2 separate regions of the Mus musculus genome follow, and region 2 is linked to region 1. A link is a contact called in public HiChIP or PLAC-seq data. All regions are on one chromosome and are shown on one strand. Each heading gives the region's core, a stretch centred on a gene start, on an enhancer-like site or on the middle of the called end of the contact. The rest is flanking DNA. Distances are from core to core; before and after follow the strand shown.

Evidence for each region. HiChIP or PLAC-seq counts read pairs in DNA pulled down with a chosen protein or histone mark.
Region 2: a contact with region 1 is called in an H3K27ac HiChIP or PLAC-seq map of microglia, with 6 times the contacts expected there. The contact joins two enhancer-like sites. A contact is called at or near these places in 7 of 39 promoter capture datasets (the 3T3-L1 cell line, cranial neural crest, embryonic stem cells and 3 more), 1 of 484 Hi-C or Micro-C datasets (nephron progenitors) and 2 of 115 datasets of contacts at active chromatin or transcription factors (bone marrow-derived macrophages and microglia).

What each region holds. Positions count from the first base shown.
Region 1 is chr10:88,388,672-88,392,771 of GRCm38.p6, forward strand. All of the region lies in intron 1 of Gnptab (N-acetylglucosamine-1-phosphate transferase, alpha and beta subunits), which reads left to right. Among named protein-coding and RNA genes, the nearest start is that of Gnptab, 11 kb to the left of the region's middle. Within about 2 kb of position 1,605, at least 188 of the 459 cell types and tissues checked have an H3K27ac peak or open chromatin away from gene starts, as enhancers often do. A contact at or near this core is called in microglia, where this site is marked.
Region 2 is chr10:88,619,475-88,624,069 of GRCm38.p6, forward strand. No RefSeq gene overlaps it. Among named protein-coding and RNA genes, the nearest start is that of Mybpc1, 17 kb to the left of the region's middle. Within about 2 kb of position 3,202, at least 25 of the 459 cell types and tissues checked have an H3K27ac peak or open chromatin away from gene starts, as enhancers often do. A contact at or near this core is called in microglia, where this site is marked.

The sequences.
Region 1 (4,100 bases), core at 355-2,854:
AGACACACCAGAAGAGGGCGTCAGATCACATTGCAGATGGTTGCGAGCCACCATGTGGTTGCTGGGATTTGAACTCAGGACCTCTGGAAGAGCAGTCAGTGCTCTGCCTCTTGCCCCTTCTCATGGCTCCTTAGTCTTAAATTCAAGTATTGACAAGACTGCTTCTTTACATACTTCCCTCCTGTGGCAGACATACATATTTATCATGATGGTGTTCTTTCCACCCGAGCCCAGACATAGTGTCAGGAGAAAGAATGCAGCAGCCTGGTGTTCCACCAGTGTCCCAGAAGTGGAGGGAGAACTTTCCTGAGGCCTAAGCAGTTCTTTCTGGGCACTGTTATGAGTTGAGTCATAGAACGGTGCCTGAAGACACCCAGACATTTGTACTGCCTAGCAGTGAAGTTCCTATATGAGGAGCATAGAGGGCAGGCCATTAACTGTGCTTGTCCCTATGAATAGTGGGCTGCCAGTTGAGCCCAAGATGTATGGTGCTCCTTGGTAACAAAACCTTCTCTGTTGGTCTGGGCATGGTGGTATTCATGCTTGATTCCAGCTATGGGGAGCTAGACTAGGCAGATCCTTGTGAGTTCGAGGCCAGATTACAAACTATAGTGTTACTTCAGCATTAGAGTGGTCGGTCTCAGAGAGGAACAGATTCCAGCTCCTAAGCTGATGCTTTGTGCCTCCCCACGCTAGGCCTGCAACACACAGCAAACCCAAAATTCAGGACAGGAGATGGGTTTGTAAGGCTTCCCTTTCCTAGCTCAGTGTACCTCTGTTTTCCCCCGTGAGCATGCAGAAAGCAGCAAGAAACAAGGGCAGAAAGTCCTTCCTCTGTAACCTCATCCGAGGTGCCCACTGAGGTGCCCAAAGTCCACTGAGGGGTCAAAGTTTGCTCTCTACTGAATACCTTCAAAGGGTATTGAGACCACTCCTTACCACCATGCTTGGAACTGTCCCTTAGTCATCCCTGGTGAGACCAAATGTCACTCTCATTTCCATAGCCTCTGAAGCCTTTCATCTTTATCTCCACCTCTGTGGGGGTGGGGTGGGTCCTGGGCTCTGTCTGTGTGTGACCCACTTCCGGTACGTGGCATACCCATCTGCGGCTCCAGCTAGGGAGTGTGAGCTGATGCCAGGCCTTCGGCTGGGGACAGTTAGCTGACAACCCTCTGCATTTCTCAGGTGTGAGGCAGGGCTGGCATTTGCCAGCATCATGAACTGTAGAGAGCTGGATTGGTGATCCTGCTGAGCCTGTTCCCTGGGCTTGGGGGTGGGGGGTGGGGTGGATGAGAAGTTTCTGTCCTAATCCTAGGAGGAGGTGGAGAGGCAGTTACAGAATACCAGTTGCTTCTGTAAAGCTTCCCAGCCTTGGGACCCTTATGCGGTGGTGGGGCTGAACTCCCACTTGATAGGAAACTCCGTGTTTTGGTCCATTACTTACTTGGCCCTGGAATGTGGCTTCTTGTATCTGGTACTTCAGAAGAAACATGCTATTTTATATGCACAGCAGCTTCTTAGTTGCCGCTACCAGTCAGTTGATCTAGCTTGCTCAGGAGATAAAACTTAACTTCCCGTTCTGTACTCAGCAACCTGGGCTCAGAGGTGACGTCTTTAAACCTTAAAATTCTGCTGTCTGCACAGAACGCCAGGCTCATTCATGCAGTTAGGAAATACTTAGCCAGGCCCCTGGGGACAAAGTAGTCAAGAGAAGACATGGCTCTTGCTGACAAGGAGCTCTGGCGGCGAGGCATTAAGAGTTACTTTATCACAGTTGTGAGCAATACTGTAAATGTGTAGAGGGTGTGGTGGGACAGAGAGAGGCACTGACCTGTATGGTGGCCTGCCAGGATGGCTGCCTTGATGGTGTGTAAGCTCAACAGGAGGCCAAGAACGCTCAGACAGGACAGAGGAGGGCAGAGCTGACTTGGGCATTCACTTTCAGTTTGTGGTGATATTTCCCCCGGGGTGGGGGTGGGGGGATGTTGCACAACATCTGGAGACATTTTAGATGGTCCTAGCTGGGCATGGAATGAAATATTGCTGCTGTCTTTAATGTGTAGAAGCCAGGGATTCTGTTAATATACGGGACAATCCCGGCAGCAAAGAATGATCCAGGCCTGAGGCCCTTGGTCCTGCAAAGGCTGGATGCCCCAGTGTAGGGGAATGCCAGGGTGGGGAGGTGGGAATGGGTTGGGCAGGGAGCACCCTCACAGAAGCAGGGGGAGGAGTGGGTGGGATGGGGATTTCCAGAGGGGAAGCCTGGAAGGGGGATAACAGTTGAAATGTAAATAAATAAAATATCCAAGGAGGAAAAAAAAAGAATTATCCAGGCCCAACAGCAGTGGTGCTGATATTGAGAAACTACCATTTCCCAACCAAAGAACCAGAGTAAAGGCGGTGATGTTGGGAGAACAATCAAGAAGGGTACATGAAGGAATCAGTGAGTAAAGGTGCCTGCCTGTCACCAAGTCTGGTGACCTGAGTGTGAGTCCCAGGACTCACGGGAGAAGGAGAGAACAGATTCCCACATGTTTTCTTCTGCTCTCTACATATATGCTGAAGAACTCACACGCCTCTGCCATACACAAAATAGACAAGTGAGGTTTGTGTGTGTGTATGTGTGTGTGTGTGTGTGTGTGTGTGTGTGTGGTGTGAAAGCCCTTTTGGCTAGAGAGAAAGCTCCTATAAGGGTGACTAGTGTAGTTGTAGTGACCTTTCCCCCAGCACTGGGGATTTGCATAAACCATTAAAGGTTGTTTTGTATTGGCATCTAATACCTGAGACCCAGGAGTACAGCTAAATGATGATAACCCAGCCCTCATAACCAAAAACAAAACGAAACAAAACCTGTCAGGGCCCCTTAGCAGGTACAAGATTTGAGAAATCCCGAGAGAGCTTGTGAGAGTGGCGGTAGGCATGGTAATCTGCAGGAGTCTTGGTCTAGACTGGTGAAAGGGTGTGGAGAAGTGCGTAGGAGAGGAACACGCAGGAGACCCAGTCATCTGCAGGCTTGCCAGCCCCTCCACTAACACCTCCATCAACAAGAGTAAGCAAAATAGGCAGTGGGCGCTCGCAGTCCCTAACGGTAAGTGTTCCGTGAACATCTGTTGAAGGAATACTATGGCATCAAAACTTCATTTTGTTCACTGACTGTGCTGGCTGTTTCTATGTCAACTTGACACAAGATAGAGTCCTCAGAGAGGAGGGAGCCTCCATTGGAAAACAAATGTCTCTAAAGCTGGTATTATTAAAGCATTTTCTTAATTAGAGATCAATTAGTGTGGGAGGGTCCAGACCATTGTGGGTAGTGCTATCCCTGGGCTGGTGGTCCTGGGTTCTATAAGAAAGCAGGCTGAGCAAGCCAGTAAGCAGCACCCCTCCATGGCCTCTGCATCAGCTCCTGCCTCCAGGTTCCTGCCCTGTGTGAGTTCCTCTCCTGACTTCCTTTGATGATGAGATGTTAAGTTGCTTTGGGTCATGGTGTTCCTGTCACAGCAATAGAAGCCCTCACTGAGATGCAGATTGTGACAAAGCCTAGTGATGACAGGTGGGCTAAATGAGGTGTCAGATGTCTACAAGGCGGCACCTTGCAAAATGCTCAGTAGAAAGCATCCAATAACTACTAATTTAGTGCCATATGTCCCCTCTGGGGAGTGCTTCTAGTTGTGACGCTCATGCTGGCAGAAGTGGGAGACGCCCTCTCAGCTGATGCCTGTCAAGTGTTCCCTTGGAGACAGCAGAAAAGCTCACAAGGACTACCTGGCTGTGCTATACTATGTCACTGGGATAGCAGAGGGGCGAGTCCTTTATTACTATGGCTTACACTTCTATAAACTAGTATGTAGATGTCTTCTCTAGTTCCTTCTAGAAAGCAGCAAGCCAGTGTTCATAGTGGATGATGTGTATTATTCACAGTATGCCATTTTAAATTTCTCCAGTCTCGGGACAGTTTGTTCCAATCTTGTGATGCAGATGGCAGGATCTTTAGGAGGTGATTAGTCAGCCTGTGGTTGATTCATCCACGCAGCACATTAAGCAAGAAGAAGAATCTCAGAGGCATCCTACAGACCAAGTGCCATCCAGATAAAGGACACGGC
Region 2 (4,595 bases), core at 1,952-4,451, 230 kb after region 1:
GAAGGAGGGAGTGGGAGAAGGGGGAGGAAGGAGGGAGTGGGAGAAGGGGGAGGGAATGGAAGAAGAGAGAAAGGGGAGGGAGGAAGGGAAAGAGAGAGAGAGAGCAAGGTTGAGAGAGGCCTGTCTCTGGGGGGGAGATTCCTCATCCCCAAAATAAACTCTTCCTGCTCAAGTTAGAGCCTCAGGCTTAAAGTATCAGCATTCTGGAACCAGAACAATACAAACATGGGATAAGGTTGATGAGACACGAGCATTTGTAGGTGATGTGGTCATCGCTGTTGGTGCAGGCTCAGTGGAGGTGACACACTCCGAATGCAGAGAGACCAGAGACAGGGTGGGGGTGGGGGTAGGGTGGGCGAGATTCTAGTTGACCAGCCACGGAGGAAGGGGTGATGTACTGATGAGGAAATGGCAAGTCACGCAGCTCTGTAGTCCCCTCAAGACTTTCATACAGGGTTGACTTCAGGAGTATAGTGTAGGAGATTCAGAGCCACATCCCGTGGGCTTGGTAATTTGTCAAGGTTGTCTAGCCCAGTGGCTCTCAATCTTCCTACTTGTGAGATCCTTTACTATATCTCCTCATGTTATGGTGACCCCCGACCATAAAATTATTTTTGTCACTACTTCATAATTGTAACTTTGCTACTGTTATGAATCATAGAGTAAACGTATGCTTTAAGTCCCCAAAGGGTTCGAGACCCACAGGTTGGAAACCATTGGTCTAACCCATCACTCTGGTTTGGGAATTCAGATTCCCATGTCTAATAATCAATTCTACAAAACTCCATATGCAAGACAGCAAAGATTACAAGAAAGGACTCTGCTGGGATGGCATTGTTCAAAGGGACTAAGAAAATGAGCCATGGTGTGTAGTGGCAGCTGCCTTTCAGGTTAGCACACAGAGGCTGCAGGAAGAACACAAGGCCTTACATACAAGGGTTACATGGTGAGACCCTGGCTGAAAAATAGACAAGTAAATAAATTAACCAAACAAATAGAAAATAAGTCTTTAGCTCCAATAATGGGAATCTAATTAATTATTGTGTACTACTTAACAGGTATTATTTATAAATGCTACATAACTAAATGGCATATGCTGAAGAGATAATAGCCATAAAAAATAATGATGAGGCCAGTCATAGTGATGCACACCTATAATCTCAGCTCTCAGAAAGCAGAAGCTATTTCCCCAAGTTCAAGGCCAGCCTGGTCTACATAATGCATTCCAGGCCAGCCAGGGCTACAGAGTAAAACCTGTCTCAAAACTCAAAAAATAATAATTAAAAAAGTAGTTATACATATTAATATGAAACAATGTATTTACACACCTTGAGAGAAGATTTGCTGCTGACCTGTATTATAATATCTTCTCATTTTTCACGTCATGTATTATTTGCAGCCAGGATTTAGAAAAGAAAGAAAACAGACACTCATCTTTTAAAATATTTTTAATTATGTGTATGTGCATATGCACATATCTGCGGGGTCCAGAAGAGGGCATCAGAGTCCCTGGAGCTGGAGTTACAGGTGGTTTGTGTATTGCCCAATATGGAAATGAAGCTGATGACATCACCCGTAATGCCAACCAGGGGGATGTTATGACAAAGGGACCTTAAGTCTGAGGACACCTGGTCTATATAATGAATTCAAAGTGAGTTTGGAGCTAGTGTGGTAGTACTGGCTTTTGATCCCAGTACTCAGGAGGTAGAGACCAGTGGAAGTCAGCCTGGTCTACATAGGGAGGTGCAGGCTAGCCTGGTCTACATAGTGAGACCTTATCTCTAAATAAATAATTAAATGAATAAATAAATAAACAACAAACAAGCAAACAAACAAATAAATATAATCTATAGTGAGACCAGGCCTCAAACAAACAAACAAACAAACAAACAAAGAGCAAACAGGATGAAAATAGCATCTACTCTAAACAGACAAAGTAAAAGAACAACAACAACAACAACAACAAAAAACCAAGCAAACAAGACCACCACCAACAAAAACAGGAACAAGAGGAAACATTGCTTTGTTTATATGAATAACAAAATTTGTTTATTTCCTCTTATTTGTTTCCTCTTCTAGAAACTCATTCTATAAAAAAGACACTTGAAATAAAGGGCTGAGAGCATGAACCATAAAGCTATCGGTCAGATGTTAAAAAGCTATAGAAAATTAAAAATTCCATTCACTATAGGAGGAAAAAAAAAATCAAACAATCCCAAACTGCAGGACTCATTCTCTGTATAATTTCCCCACAGTCCTGTACACATATAGCTTATGTGCGGCTTTTCTTCAGAAATTACCCAGTTTTTATTATTTTTAAAAGCACTTGGGAGCTAGCGAGATGGCTCAGCGCAGTTGCTCTTCCAGAGGTCCTGGATCTGACATCCAGAGGACCTGGCTACCCACATGGTGGTTTACAACCATCTGTAACTCCACCTCTCGAGGATCCAACACATATGTCTGGCTTCCTCGTGCACCAGACAGGCATGTGGTACACAGAGTATGCGCGGGCAAAATACATAAAATAGTATTTTTGTTTTGTTTTGTTTTGTTCTGTTTTTGTTTGTTTTTGTTTTTTTAAACCATTTGAACCCCAAGCAACGTTAGCCTGTTGCTTATTTATCTTTTTTATCCTTTGTGAATTTCACACATGTGTTTGGGTCATAATCACCTCCATCAGAGGTTATTCAGTTTTAAAGAAAAATCTCTCATTTTTATCTCCTATGCCGCATCTTCGTGTAAGTTAAAACAAGGCATTTAGAGGTTTCCTTTTCCACCCAAACTCTTCCTCTTTGTCAGCCTCGTTTAAATATTGCTGCATGCTGTCGCTAAGGGAAACGCTCCTGTATCTTCCAAAATAGAGACCAAGGAAACGATCAGATTTCTTTAATGCTCAATGAGGCATAACGACTTGGCTATGGGAATACAGTGGTGTACCTGGCGGCGTGAGTAAAAAAGGCTATGTAAAAGTAATTATAATTCTTGCGAAAGAAGTAGGCAAAGTCATAGAAAAATAGATTCTCCCGCGGGCAAGGAGCGGTATAAGTCGCTAGGAAAACATTTGGGAGCTAGGAAAGCCTAGCTGATGTACTGCAAAGTGGAAAAGGAAACGCAGAAGCGCAAGGGTTCTGCCACACAGTGATGATGGAAAATTCTGTTCAGCAGCTCAGCTTGTTTGAGCCGGGAAGAGCGATGATTGGGTGACAAGGTCGAGTCGAAAGCCTGTACACTTAGCTACGTGAAGTTCTACTGTATCACGCTCAGTGTTATTTTAGGATAGTCACGAGAGCACTTGAACCCTGAACAGGGAACCTCTCCTCGCCTTATCCTGTCGCACACGGGCATGAAGTGGCTCAAGTACTCAGACACAGAGGCAACTCCAACCAAAAGGCTAGCGGTGGTCTACGTTTCCTTGGAGCCACTCCAAGTCCAGAACCACGTTTAGCCTCACTTCCCCCTTGCCTCGGAGAGCATTTGGAAGGGATGACGTCACATAACAAATGCATGTCTGATTTAGTTGGTGACACGTTCAGTAACCAAAAAATCCTCATAACTTCAGTCAAACTAGGATTTTTCTAGCACTGCCCTTAAGATGTCGTTCTGGGTTCTTTTGGTAGGGAGTTGGATTTGGGGATGGGGCAGGGGGATGCCAAGGGCGCATACCCAAAGCCAATTTTCCTTGCAAATAAGCAGTTTAAGACAATTCCAGTCTTTGAGTCTTTGCTACGTCAAATACAGAAGAACTCGTTTAATACATAAATAAGAGGATAAAATATTTTTCAAGATAAGTAAATGAAAGGCATGGTGGCCTATACCTCAGGAGAACTTTGAGGGTAACCTGATCAACTTTGTGTGAGTGACCCTTCCAAAGAGGAGGGGGACGAGGGAAAGGGAGGTTAGGGGTAGGCACATCGATGTTAGTTTGCTGGTTGAACAAATTCCACAGTCAGCTGGACACTACCAAGAAGCTTCCGAGCTCAACGTTACTCGTAGCCACCGTGGAAACACTCTGTAGCACTTGTGAACTTGACGGTGTTCCCAAGCGAGTAAGTATCTTTCACATCAGCTGCAGACAACCAGAGTAGTTATAAATATAGGCTCAAATGGCCTCACCCGAGAGTTTGGATTTTGGCTTCTGATACCCGATGTGCTAATGGTAGCAGCAAATGGCTGGCCAGTAGTCTGCACTGCTCCATTTGCAAGTAATTTATTACCACAGCAGCATCTGAACTAGGAAGGAAGTCTCCCCAGCCTCTCTCCTTTTCCTTTTACTCTATTCCTGTTTCAGTTCCATGACTGAGAGAAGAAAGCAGCGGGGCATGGTGGTGCGTGCCTTTAACCCTAGCCCCCCAGGAAACAGAGGCAAACAAATCTCTGAATTTAAGGTTTAGCATGGTCTATGTACTAAGTTCCAGGACAGTCAGAGCTATACAGTAAGATCCTGTCTCAGATAAATAATAATAAAAATAAAATAATAATAATAATAATAATAATAGTAGTAGTAGTAGTAGTAATGATAATAATAATAAAGACCATTCTTGGCTCTATCTCAGGGCTACTGTAATAATGAGTGGGGTTTTTTTTTTACTACTGGT